3 separate regions of the Mus musculus genome follow, and all the other regions are linked to region 2. A link is a contact called in public HiChIP or PLAC-seq data. All regions are on one chromosome and are shown on one strand. Each heading gives the region's core, a stretch centred on a gene start, on an enhancer-like site or on the middle of the called end of the contact. The rest is flanking DNA. Distances are from core to core; before and after follow the strand shown. Region 1 overlaps Specc1 (sperm antigen with calponin homology and coiled-coil domains 1). Region 2 holds the start of Adora2b (adenosine A2b receptor). Region 3 overlaps Specc1 (sperm antigen with calponin homology and coiled-coil domains 1).

Evidence for each region. HiChIP or PLAC-seq counts read pairs in DNA pulled down with a chosen protein or histone mark.
Region 1: a contact with region 2 is called in an H3K4me3 HiChIP or PLAC-seq map of bone marrow-derived macrophages, with 3 times the contacts expected there. The contact joins the enhancer-like site here to the promoter of Adora2b in region 2. A contact is called at or near these places in 1 of 15 datasets of contacts at CTCF or cohesin (the NIH/3T3 cell line), 3 of 484 Hi-C or Micro-C datasets (the C2C12 cell line, Th2 cells and bone marrow-derived macrophages), 6 of 115 datasets of contacts at active chromatin or transcription factors (CD8 T cells, bone marrow-derived macrophages, embryonic stem cells and 1 more) and 2 of 9 other capture datasets (adipose tissue and liver).
Region 3: a contact with region 2 is called in a BATF HiChIP or PLAC-seq map of CD8 T cells, with 23 read pairs. The contact joins the enhancer-like site here to the promoter of Adora2b in region 2. A contact is called at or near these places in 2 of 39 promoter capture datasets (macrophages and neutrophils), 1 of 15 datasets of contacts at CTCF or cohesin (the NIH/3T3 cell line), 11 of 484 Hi-C or Micro-C datasets (the C2C12 cell line, Th1 cells, Th2 cells and 7 more), 9 of 115 datasets of contacts at active chromatin or transcription factors (CD8 T cells, the HPC-7 cell line, the NIH/3T3 cell line and 4 more) and 3 of 9 other capture datasets (adipose tissue, embryonic stem cells and liver).

The regions. Positions count from the first base shown.
Region 1 is chr11:62,206,528-62,210,718 of GRCm38.p6, forward strand. The region is part of intron 13 of Specc1 (sperm antigen with calponin homology and coiled-coil domains 1); the gene reads left to right. Among named protein-coding and RNA genes, the nearest start is that of Adora2b, 40 kb to the right of the region's middle. Within about 2 kb of position 2,789, at least 15 of the 459 cell types and tissues checked have an H3K27ac peak or open chromatin away from gene starts, as enhancers often do. A contact at or near this core is called in bone marrow-derived macrophages, where this site is marked.
Region 2 is chr11:62,246,250-62,250,415 of GRCm38.p6, forward strand. Adora2b (adenosine A2b receptor) reads left to right here and starts at 2,735. Exons shown (of 2, transcript NM_007413.4): 1 at 2,735-3,187. The coding sequence starts at 2,853.
Region 3 is chr11:62,182,966-62,187,168 of GRCm38.p6, forward strand. The region is part of intron 12 of Specc1 (sperm antigen with calponin homology and coiled-coil domains 1); the gene reads left to right. Among named protein-coding and RNA genes, the nearest start is that of Gm39985, 39 kb to the left of the region's middle. Within about 2 kb of position 2,111, at least 68 of the 459 cell types and tissues checked have an H3K27ac peak or open chromatin away from gene starts, as enhancers often do. A contact at or near this core is called in the C2C12 cell line, CD8 T cells, the HPC-7 cell line and 6 more, where this site is marked.

The DNA of each region.
Region 1 (4,191 bases), core at 1,539-4,038, 40 kb before region 2:
AAATGTAATTGTTTTCAAAGCATTTCCATGTGGGGTGCTATGTAAACTGTGAAACAGGCTGAGTACGACCATGTGACGTTTAGGAGGAAAGATACGCAGTGCATCATGTTAAGTCTGAGATGTCTAAAATAGTCAAGTGTTAAGTTAGGAGGCAAACAGAAAATATGAAGTTCAGATTGGAAGTCAGAGCTATAAGAATGGATGTGGGAGCCGGGCGGTGGTGCCACACGCCTTTAGTCCCAGCAGTTGGGAGGCAGAGGCAGGTGGATTTCTGAGTTCGAGGCCAGCCTGGTCTACAAAGTGAGTTCCAGGACAGCCAGGGCTACACAGAAAAACTCTGTTTTGAAAAAACAAAAAACAAACAAACAATGGATGTGGGGGAAATTAGAGAAGATCTGTGCTTTGTGGTGGGACTTCCCTAGATGAAGCAGCATTCTGCCAGTGCACTGTCCAATGATGTTGGAAGGGTAGACACAGATGGTGTACTAAGCTGTAAAACTGAAGATCAGCCAGTTCCCTTGATCCTAAGAGAACTATCCTAAGCAACTTTCATAATTATAGCAAATAACTGAGACTCTGTATGTTATAAAGAAAAGAAGTTTATTTAAAGCTTTGAATGCTGAAAATGTAAAATTGAGGCAGTCACATCTGTTTGGCCTCTCATGAAGGCCTCATGATAGGAAATATTACAGCAGTGAGACATGGGCAGAAGAGAGGCACAGGGTGAGCCCAGAAGCCAGAGAGATTCAGAGGCCAAGTGTGCTCTTATAATAATTTGCTCTCACAGGAAGTAATCAGTGTCTCACAAGAACTACATTGATCTCTTCAGAGAATAAGATTCCCAGTCTCCTGCATTATCCATATCCTAAAGGTTCCATTAGTTCATATGCTGCTGGTCAAGCTTTCAGCTCTTGAACCTTCTGGGACACACTCAAGCCCTGCCCACAGCACAAGAGAAGCACGGAGTGGAGAATGATCCAGCAGAGGGAACTAGAAGGAGGCCATCAGCCATTGCAGAGGCTGAGGCACAGCAGGACATCTGACTGTGACCTAGGTGGCATTCCCTCCCCACCCCTACTGATTCTCCACTCCCCTCTGACGTGATGTTACAAAATAATTATGTAAATAGTGAGCATAGCAAACTTCAAAATAATCAACAGTCCCTCCAAAAATGGCAGCAAGTTAAACTTAAGCACCTACACACCCACACAACCTAAAACCTGAGTCTTCCTGGAAGTGAATTGTTTATCTGTAGTCAACAGGCCTAGCTTCTTTGACCTTGAATCAATTCAGATCTGTCTGAAAAGAATGGGCCTGTGAGTGTTTGCTCTCACACTTAGTATCATGAGCATTGCTTCCTGGTGACCAAAACCTCACCCTGAATCCCTGAAGTTCCTGCATCAGGCACCTTGCCAGCTGCTCAGGAGCATCAGGGCAGGCTGGCATCAGTATTCCCATTCTTGTCACTGTTATAGGATAGGGGCCCCTGGTTCCCACACATCTGGCTGAGTTTCTTTTTCTAGATCTTTGCTGATGTCATCAAAGAGTGTCAGTGGTGAAGGACCACTATGAGATGGAGAGTCAGTGTCACACACCAGGGGTGTCACGCTCAGATCTGTTTGGCTTCACAGCTCCCTGCCAACTCTAGTTGAGCTTGAGTTCCAACATCTAGGACTCTGTCAGTCACCCCTGGACCACTACTCCCCAAAGAAATATCTGGCTTCACCCTGGCTATACCCTAAGGGGAGAATCAATGGCTACAGCTCAGGGTATGACAAACAGGGGTGGGATATACCAAGAGGCCAGATTCATCCATTACGGAGGAATGTTGTTAAAATCATGTGTCAACAGAAGCCCATCAATACAAACAACATCAACTGAACATGCGTGGAACTTTTGATGAGGATAATTTCCCTGAGACATTAGTAGCACTGGGCAGAAAGGACATGTTTGATATTGGGCTTCAAAGGGAATATGGCTACCACAGGCCCTCCTGGATAGGTGAACATGGTCCAGACTCTGCCCTGCAGTCTTATGTACTCAGTATGAGGGTATTCCACAACCACCAAAAAGGGTACTAGGAGAAACAGACTGTTTGTAAGAATCCACTAAAATTGAAATATAAAAATAGTATGATAAAGGCTTTGGGCTCCATGGTAGATAGAGCCCAGGGTGTCTTTGTGAGTGAGGGCCTGGACTTCATCTCCAGCACCAAAGAAAATTAATTAATTCAGAATTAAAAATAAGAACTGGGCACAGTGGTGCATCCCATAAACCCAGCGCTTGGGAGGTAAAGATAGGAAGATCAGGAGTTCAGAATCATCGTTAGCTACATAATAAGGTCAAGGCTAGACTGGGCTACATGAGCCCGTGCCTTAAATAAACAAGGATATCTTGTATGGTATTAAATGGATATTCAGTGGCAGGGTGTACATTACAGTAGGTGCAAGGTGTGGGTGAGGTATTTTGCTTTCACTGGAAATAGTCTTCAGATATCGGCTTGTGCAAGCTCTTCCAAGAGGCCCAGAGCCAGGTTGTAGAGTAGAGAGTGATTATGTTGGCATCTGAAATCTAATATGAGTGTGAATCAGATCCTTTCTCCCACTTATTTACAGAAAGACATTGTGCCAGTATGATCCTACCAGCCAAGCTGGGGACCAACCAAGTTCTGCATCAGATAGAAACAGGTTGCCCTGAAGTGGAAGGTCCCAGGCTCACACCACCCCACACACAGGGCAGGCACTGAGGAATTGCCTCTCTTCCACTGAAGCACAGCTCATGGCCTGAGGACAATGGCTCTCCTCCGTCCGCCTCACTGGGCACACACTCTTCTGCTCTCTGGCCTCAGCACAGCATCACAGCAGTGTGCAGTGAGAGGGTATTAAGATAGTTACCCCTGGGCATGGGTGTCCTGTTAACATCAAAATAAGCAAAAATAATTTTTATGACTACCACCACCACCACAACAAAAATCTCCCCTGACAAGTTCTATGTAATGCCATTTCAGAGCATTTTGAGGCAATTTTCCAAGATGGACTATTTATTCCGTGCTCAGTTTCTACTTAGAAAACATATTTTTATCTGAATCATACTAGAATCTTAGCAGAATTCTAATTAAAATGTTTGGTTTAGAAATGCCTTCTCTTTAGACCTTATTAGTAACCTAATAATACAAATTAAAACAATAAAATACCATGTTTAGCCTGACACATTTGGCAGATAAAGACACAGGAAGAAAAAGAACATGATTATAGGAGCTGCCTTCTTAGGAAGTAGTTTGGCATTACAATCACATGAGCCGTAAGAATTGCTCATAGCTCAGCTTCCTCAGCAATGTAACCTAAAAGCTGGCCTAAGCAAAGGGACTTAGAGTAAGAGCAAAGCAAACATTAGCACCAAAATAGGGATTGCTCTTCTAGCATGGGCTGGAAGGACCCATTACTGGGTCTGCTCAGCAGAGCAGAGCAGTGTCTCAGAAATAAGGGTGCATTTGCCAGTCATTGCCCATTAGTCTCCCTGGGTGTCAAGGACAAAGGCCGGTGGACTGGGCAGTCTCACCACTGAGCAGCAGCTTCCCCCGGGCTAGGAAAAAGCACAGACGAGTCTGCTTTTCCTCTGATGAAGTTTATACAGCAGCACTGACTTCAGTGTCAAGGCACCTTTTGGCCCAGAGCCTAATGTTTAGACAGGGCACAGTGAAGACCATGGGAAAATGGAAACACAGAAAGTTATGTGTAAGTGACCTGGAACTCGTGGATTCCAGTGATCTTATTCCCTTAGCTGCTTAAAGAGCTGTGGGCACAAATGCACACCTAGCTTATATATAAACTTTGAATGTGACTGGAAAAGTGCTTACCTAGCATACACAACACCTGGGTTCAATCCCTAGAGCTAGGGAAGAAGAAAAAACCTAAATATATCAAATTGCAAAATTATGCGTGAACATACTTCTCAATTATACTTAAAATATCTAGTTAAATTTCTAAAACTTAATGGCTTTACTATGAATTATTGAGGTGGGACTGCACGACAAGTAATTGAGATTATATGTACAGAGATGTCAGAGAAGGCCAGGAAGAGTCTGAAAACAAAGCAGGAGACAGCTGCTCGAGTTTACAAGAGAATTATTTTCAGCCTAGAATTCTCGGTACCACCACTATTAACCAAGCATGATGGTAAAAAATGATTTTT
Region 2 (4,166 bases), core at 1,485-3,984:
CAATATTATTTTGGCTGCTATCAGACCCTTAATTTATATATTCATTTCAGGATCCATTTGTCAATGTCTTCAAAGAACCCACTAAATGTCCTGAAAGAAAGTATAGCTAACTGTGGTTGGTGGCAAATTCCTGTTCTGAATCAAGATGATCAGGAGTTAGTTCAAGGTCCTTCTCAGCTATAATATAATATAATATAATATAATATAATATAATATAATATAATATAATATAATATAATATATGTCTTTGACTAGCCTGGGCTACATAGATCCTGTCTCAAAAAAAAAAAAAAAAGATTAAAAAATGAGACAGATTTTATTGATTCTTTAAGTCGAAGTCGATGCTGGTGCTATTCCTGTCACCACCACCACCACCCCACCACCCCCACGTCGTGATTTTTGATACAGGGTCTCTCAATGGGTTCCATTCCTCTCAAGACAAGATCCCCATGACTCCCTCCTGTGTTCACTCTTGTTTGCCAAATGACATTCCATAACCACTAACTTCTGCCACCTCATGGGCCCCGTGAGTCTAGTTCAAATCCTAGCATGACCCTGGGTTGGAAGAAGCTCATTTCAGATGAAACTTGTGGAAAGGTAGAGATGGTTGGTGAGTCAAGGGGCACTTGAGGATAGATATGTGGGAGTGGGCAGAGAGGAGGGAAGCTTTGCTGGCAGGTGACTGTTAACATGGAACACAGCAGACTTGTAGACTGGGCACAGCTTTCTTTCTGGTGAGGTCTGCTGAGGAAGGGTGGGTAGGCTCCATAGGGGACATGGACATCTGGGTCCAGAAAATGCTCATGCGCGTTCCTAAAGTTCTGGTCCTTGCTTGGCGATCCCCTGGGGCTGGCACCACAGCTTCCCTGGCATTCTATCCTAGTGGGAAACGCTTTCTTTTCTCTCCTCTCCTGGCCATGGCTGTTGGCGGCAAGCCCTTCCCCCACCTCTGCCCCATTCAGCTCCATGCGCCATAGTGATCACTGCCAAACGCCCACTTTGCAGCTCACTCCTAGAAGCCTCTCTTTCCTCTTCCCATTTCAAGTCGTGTACCCGTTATCTGACCTCTCTGAGGTTCCAGCTTGTCATCTGTGTTAAGAGGCAGAAGCCAGTGTCAGGTTCTTCGTGAAGGTGAAGCAGATGCTATCAAAACTCAGGTGACCAGGGCCAATATTTTGTGGAAAACATATAAATAGTAAGGTATTTTTTTAAATAAGGTTTTTTTTTTTTTTCTCAACACAGAAAATAGAAAAAAAGACGGGCGTGGTGGTGCACTTGGGTGGCAGAGGCAGGCAGATTTCTGAGTTCGAGGCCAGCCTGGTTTACAAAGCGAGTTCCAGGACAGCCAGAGCTATACAGAGAAACCCTGTCTAGAAAAAAACAAAAACAAAAACAAAAACAAAACAAAACACCCCCCAAAAAAAACACCAAAAATCCAAAAAAACAAAAAACAAAAAAACCAAACAAATAAACAAAAAAAAAAAAAAAAAAAAAAACCAAACCCTTAAAATACCCAGATAGAACATGTACTCTGTGTGCTTTGGTGATTTTGTCTATGCTATGAGTGGGCTCGTGGGGGATTTGCTGTTAATATTACAGCTAACCCTGAAATGTACTTTATATATATCATACAGCCATGCAGAAAGTGTAATTCAACGCACTTTTCCCCTCCCCCACGCCCATACTCATACTCAGAGAGAGCTAATCCAGCCACAACATTAAAAAAAAAAAAAAAAAAAATCAGCCCGGCGTGGTGGCGCACGCCTTTAATCCCACCACTTGGGAGACAGAAGCAGGCAGATTTCTGAGTTCGAGGCCAGCCTGGTCTACAAAGTGAGTTCCAGGACAGCCAAGGCTACACGGAGAAACCCTGTCTCGAAAAACCAAAAAAAAAACCCCAAGAAAAAACCCGTTATTCTTCAAAGAAGCTGTTTAGAGGTCACCCGTGTTTTAGTTCAGCTTAATCTTTTTTTTTTCAGTCATCTTTGTTGTGTTGACAAACTCCTTAACCATCCTGGCTGGTGACTACAGGTAGCAGCTTCCGCGGGGCAGAAGCTGTGTTCTAGAAGGATTAAGGACTCCAAACGCCAAGGAGCAGCCAGGGCTCGCTAGGAGAGAAGTGTGGAGTTGAAGGCGGTGGAGGGCGCTGGGGGCTTCTTACAGGTGGCAGGAAGGACAGATCACCCACAGGTGTGGGCGCTCAGCACCCTTCTTGGAGTGGATGAAGGCGGCAGTGTCTGGGAAGAGGCGGCGCCGCAAGTGAGCGGAAGCCGGTCTTGGATAAGTGGGCTGGAGAGCGCAGGGCTGAGCCGGCGAGCACCCTGGCGGGGCAGCGGAGACCACGGGATCGGGTGGATTAGGGGCCGCGCGGAGAATGCAGCACTGAGAGGAAGCCCGGGCCCGGACCTGGGGTGCAGCTCCGGTGCTGGGGAGTATGGACACCTTGCAGGGGCGTCAGTTCAGAGTGTGCAGATCGGGCGCGGGACAGGGTGAAGTCTGGGACTTCGCGCTCGGGCGGGAAGTGGTGAAGCTTCGAGGTGTCTTTCCTGAATGTGTCCCTCTCCCGCCCGAGGGAAATTCGGGAACCCATCCTTCCCCGAGCTCAGGAGCAGCTGGAGCAAGGACCCTAGGCAGGGGGCGGGGCCAAGACCGGCTCCTGGCAGCCGGCCAATGGGCGCCGCCCCCGTAAGGCCACGCCCCCGCCCCCGTCCGGAGCGCACTGGCTGGGCGGCGCAGACCCAGCTTGGGACGCGCGGTCTCAGCGCTGTGGCCATGCCTGGCGGCACCCTAGCAGCTGTCCTGAGCCCGACACTACCCCAGTAGAGGACTCCCCGGGCCCGGCTGGCCCGGCCATGCAGCTAGAGACGCAAGACGCGCTGTACGTGGCGCTGGAGCTGGTTATCGCTGCGCTGGCGGTGGCGGGCAACGTGCTGGTGTGCGCCGCGGTGGGAGCCTCGAGTGCATTACAGACCCCCACCAACTACTTTCTGGTATCCCTGGCGACGGCAGACGTGGCCGTGGGACTCTTCGCCATCCCCTTTGCCATCACCATCAGCTTGGGCTTCTGCACGGACTTCCACGGCTGCCTCTTCCTCGCCTGCTTCGTGCTGGTGCTCACACAGAGCTCCATCTTTAGCCTCTTGGCGGTGGCTGTCGACCGATATCTGGCCATTCGCGTCCCGCTCAGGTGAGACGAATCTTTCTTGCCTTGGCCGGGTTAAAGTTCTAAAGAGGGGCGCCCTCTCCAGGCCCACGGTTTTACTTTCTGGACTCCCAGATGGGCCAGATTAGGAGCACGCTGGGCACTGGAGTGGAGGACGCACTTTCTCCAGCACGCTTGTTCTGCCGGCTATCAAGACTCTCCTGGGTTGACAGAACAGGCCACTGACTGGGTCCCCTTTTGGAGTCAGGGATGCTCTAATTGCCCCTAGTTTAGGGAATCTGCATAAGAACACCCTTAGGGGCGTTGAGAAGTGCTCGTCCGACGAGTTACCTGCCAAGGAAGGGCTCAGGAAGCTCTAGATTCCTTAAGTTTTGTGGACGTTCCCGGCCCTCTGGAGAGACAGAGCTGCTGCCCGGAGTCGGGCATGCAGATCAAAGCTGCTGCCAGATGCAGTCCTGTGCGGAAAGGGCGCGGAGAAGCTTCAGCTAAGAACGAGGCAACTTTAGACGCTGGAATTGGTACTTTTAGAAGGGTCATAGGGTCTAACGACACAGCTTTAAAATGTGCCTACTTCGAAATGAGGCAGCCAGGCTCAACTCTGATGGGAAACTCTAGGAACATTGGTCCCTACTAGCTTCGCGGTGGCTCAAAGTATTCCCAGACATTTTAAAGAGCTACTGTGCTTACTGGTTCAGTGAACACTGACAAGACAGTCTTAGAGCCTCTAGCCCATTGTGTAACCTTATTTGTATACTGCTGCAGTGCCCAGGAGCCTGAAGAGGCCCAGAAAACTGGTGAGGGCTCCCTGTTCGCTGGCTCTCAGAGTATACCTAAATCACTTTCTCCTTATTCCATGATGGGAAAACAGGATCCAGGGCAGGGAGTCAGTCAGTTGGGGAAGTGGCTTCCACTTGTAGCTAATAAATTTAAAGTTGAGTTTGCTGCTCCTTGGTAGTGCCTGGGCCCTTTAGCATTTCTGAAGTGAGCTTTGGATCTCTTTAGA
Region 3 (4,203 bases), core at 861-3,360, 64 kb before region 2:
CTTTTTGTCTTATTGACAGTGTCTTTTACCTTACAAAAGCTTTGCAATTTTATGAGGTCCCATTTATCGATTCTTGATCTTACAGCACAACCCATTGCTGTTCTATTCAGGAATTTTTCCCCTGTACCCATATCTTCGAGGCTTTTCCCTACTTTCTCCTCTATAAGTTTCAGTGTCTCTGGTTTTATGTGGAGTTCCTTAATCCACTTAGATTTGACCTTAGTACAAGGAGATAGAAATGGATCAATTCGCATTCTTCTACATGATAACCGCCAGTTGTGCCAGCACCATTTGTTGAAAATGCTGTCTTTTTTCCACTGGATGGTTTTAGCTCCCTTGTCAAAGATCAAGTGACCATAGGTGTGTGGATTCATCTCTGGGTCTTCAATTCTGTTCCATTGGTCTACTTGTCTGTCACTATACCAGTACCATGCAGTTTTGATCACAATTGCTCTGTAGTATAGTTTTAGGTCCGGCATGGTGATTCTACCAGAGGTTCTTTTATCCTTGAGAAGAGTTTTTGCTATCCTAGGTTTTTTGTTATTCCAGATGAATCTGCCGATTGCCCTTTCTAATTCGTTGAAGAATTGAGTTGGAATTTTGATGGGGATTGCATTGAATCTGTAGATTGCTTTTGGCAAGATAGCCATTTTTACAATGTTGATCCTGCCAATCCATGAACATGGGAGATCTTTCCATCTTCTGAGATCTTCTTTAATTTCTTTCTTTAGAGACTTGAAGTTCTTATCATACAGATCTTTCACTTCCTTAGTTAGAGCCACGCCAAGGTATTTTATATTATTTGTGACTATTGAGAAGGGTGTTGTTTCCCTAATTTCTTTCTCAGCCTGTTTATCCTTTGTGTACAGAAAGGCCATTGACTTGTTTGAATTAATTTTATATCCAGCTACTTCATTGAAGCTGTTTATCAGGCTTAGGAGTTCTCTGGTGGAATTTTTAGGGTCACTTATATATACTATCATATCATCTGCAAAAAGTGATATTTTGACTTCTTCCTTTCCAATTTGTATCCCCTTGATCTCTTTTTGTTGTCTAATTGCTCTGGCTAGGACTTCAAGTATAATGTTGAATAGGTAGGGCGAGAGTGGACAGCCTTGTCTAGTCCCTAATTTTAGTGGGATTGCTTCCAGCTTCTCACCATTTACTTTGATGTTGGCTACTGGTTTGCTGTAGATTGCTTTTATCATGTTTAGGTATGGGCCTTGAATTCCTGATCTTTCCAAGACTTTTATCATGAATGGGTGTTGGATTTTGTCAAATGCTTTCTCAGCATCTAACGAGATGATCATGTGGTTTTTGTTTTTGAGTTTGTTTATATACTGGATTACATTGATGGATTTCCGTATATTGAACCATCCCTGCATGCCTTAGGCATTTCTTAAATCACCAAGTTGACAATCAGAATTAAGCACCACACATATGCATTTCAAAGATATGGAAATTACAGCTTAAAAGGTTAAGCAATCAGTCAGGGGCACTAGTAAGTGACCAAGCTTTGGATCCACTCTCCTGGTCTCTTCAGTGTAGCATTTTATCTACTTGTGTAAAAGGACCTACCTCTAGAAAGGCATGCTCAACATGCTAGTATTTGCACAAAATGTGTGTGTGTGTGTGTGTGTGTGTGTGTGAGAGAGAGAGAGAGAGAGAGAGAGAGCGAGAGTATGTGAGAGAGAGACAGAGACAGAGAGAGAGAGACAGATAGACAGACAGACAGAGAGAGAGAGACAGAGATGGGGGTTTGGGAGAGAGGAATGCTCAACAGGTAGTGCTGTTCATAGAAATCTATGATGATGGTTCTGGTATTTATCTGCAGTGTCTGATCCAGTAGCCACAGATGAGGCTATTGAGTACTTCAAAAGTGGCTGAGGAATTTAAAATTTTTATGTTATAATTTCAATTAATTAGTGACTGTTGTATTGGCCAGTGCAAATGGAAGCAAAAGAAAAGACTGAATTGTGTGGTTTTCAAATCCTACCTTTAGAAAGCTTCTGCAGAAATGGTAGCTGGAGGAACAGGTTCCGTAACTAACCATTTCAAAACCACTGATACGATCCAGCATCTTGGTAAGAAACAGGAGACTGAAGGCCAGAAATGGTGACTCATCTTCCTGGAGTCATAGTCAAACCACTGCTTTTATGACAACGGAAAGAAGTCACAATCTGACTTGTCTTTTTTTCCCCTCATTTACGCAATAAAGGAAAGAAAGAGCATACCCCAGACTTCTGTCTCCTGAGTTCCTAGAACTGTGTAGGGAACCCTGGTAGTGACTCCCTCACTCTCTAAGGGCAGCCACAAATTGTCCCCTCTACTTCCCAGACTCCGTATGTCTTGTCCTGCCTGTTGTTTCACATCTGGTGCGTGAAACAGGATAGGGACCATGTTTCATTATATCTGTATGTCCCTCAGAACTTTACACACAAAGCATCTGGCTATAGCTACAAATGCAAGAGCCACAGGGCAGATTCCACCCTGGGTGGTTTGGATATTAAATGTTCCCAGTGGCTCAAGTGTTAATGACTTGGGCCCAGCTAGTGGTGCTGTTAAATTAGAGATGTATGGTCAAGCTCATAGCTGAATGAGTATTAAGAGGTGGGACCTAATGGAAGGAGTCAGTCATGGGGGTGGGCCTTTGAAGGGTGTATCGTTTTATATATACAGTTTATTCCTATTTCTTGTTCATTGGTGTTCTGCCTGCGTATAAGACTGTGTGAAGTGGTCAGAAGCTGCCATGTGGGTGCTGGGAATTGAACCTGGGTCCTCTGGGAGAGCAGATAGTGCTTTTAGCCGCTAAGCCATCTCTCCAGCCCTGAAGGTTGTGCCTTGTTCTTATCTTTGACTCACCTCTTCATCCTGACTTCCAAGAAATGATAGCTTTCTCTCTGCTGTATCCTTGCTGCAGGGATAAACAACGGGCCGTAGCTGTGAGCAAAAATGAACCTTTCTTCCTTAAAGTTGTTGGGTGTTATGTCATACGTTAACACTGTTCAATGAATTCTCCCAGCCTACGGAGTTGAATCATTAATAAAGATGGTTCATTCCTTGAGTGAATTAATGGGTATAGATAAGCCTCAGTTAGAAGGAACTGAGGAGTTCTAGAACGCCTGAGCCTGGAATGTGGATACCAGTTTAGCTGACAGATAACCATGTGCTTTATAGAAAAGGTAACTGAAGAAGAGTAAAGCTAATTACTTAATAGAAAGGCAGCTGTATTAGTTTCTTGTCTCTCCCTTTACAAGACGGTCAAAGTAAACGAAGGAAGAATTTACTCTGGCTTCACACTTTCAGGGTACAGTCCATCATGGTGGAGAAGTCAGGGCAGCAGGAACCTGAAGCAGCTGGTCACATTGACTCCAAAGTCAGGAAACTGGAATGAATGTTGCTGTTAGCTCTTTTTCTCGATTTCATCTAATCCAGGACCCTAGCAGGAAATGATGATGCTCAGACTAAGGATGTCTCCCACCTTAATAAGCCCGCTCTAGAACACCCCTCTGCCATTTCCCTAGAGATTTGTTTCCATCCGGATTCTAAATCTTCTCAAGTTTGAAATGGAAATTAATCCTTCGAATAGTACAGGAAAGAAATTTGGGGGAAGAAAAACCCAGGCTTCTCCAGGGGCATAGGTTATGGTTTAGTCTGGGGATTCCTTGTAGAAAATCATTAGAATGTCAGAGGAGAGGCCACCACTGAGTCAAGACCTGTCATCTTTCTTCACCAGGGTTGGCTGTGCAGAGGCCAGCACTACTATTGAAGCTACCCCAGGGAGAGGCAGCTCTGGCATGTGTTAGTACCAGCCCCTTGGGTCTAGAGTTACTGGATAGCAAAGCTTTGAGTTTACAGTGACGCTGAGCTAGTGTGAAGCTGAGGAGTCCAGAGACCCTCAGGAAGGAAGTGTGCGTGGAGTCTGCTGTTTTTTAAGTAAAAAAAGGAGGAGCCTGAGGGAGAAGCAAGAACACTGGAGTCCTGTGTTGATCCCTTTGTGTTGCTTCAGCAGAATGCCTCCTATAGTGTTACTTTTTAGGTCATGGCTGATCTGGATCACAATTCTAGAAGCGGTGGTGTGCAAGCCCACCATGGTAGCATCCATGGTGGGGGGCGCACAGTTCTTACTGAAGCACCCCACAGAAAAAGACAGAAAAGTAAAGGTTCCTGTGCCTCAGAGCCTCGCTACAGTCAGGTGGACCC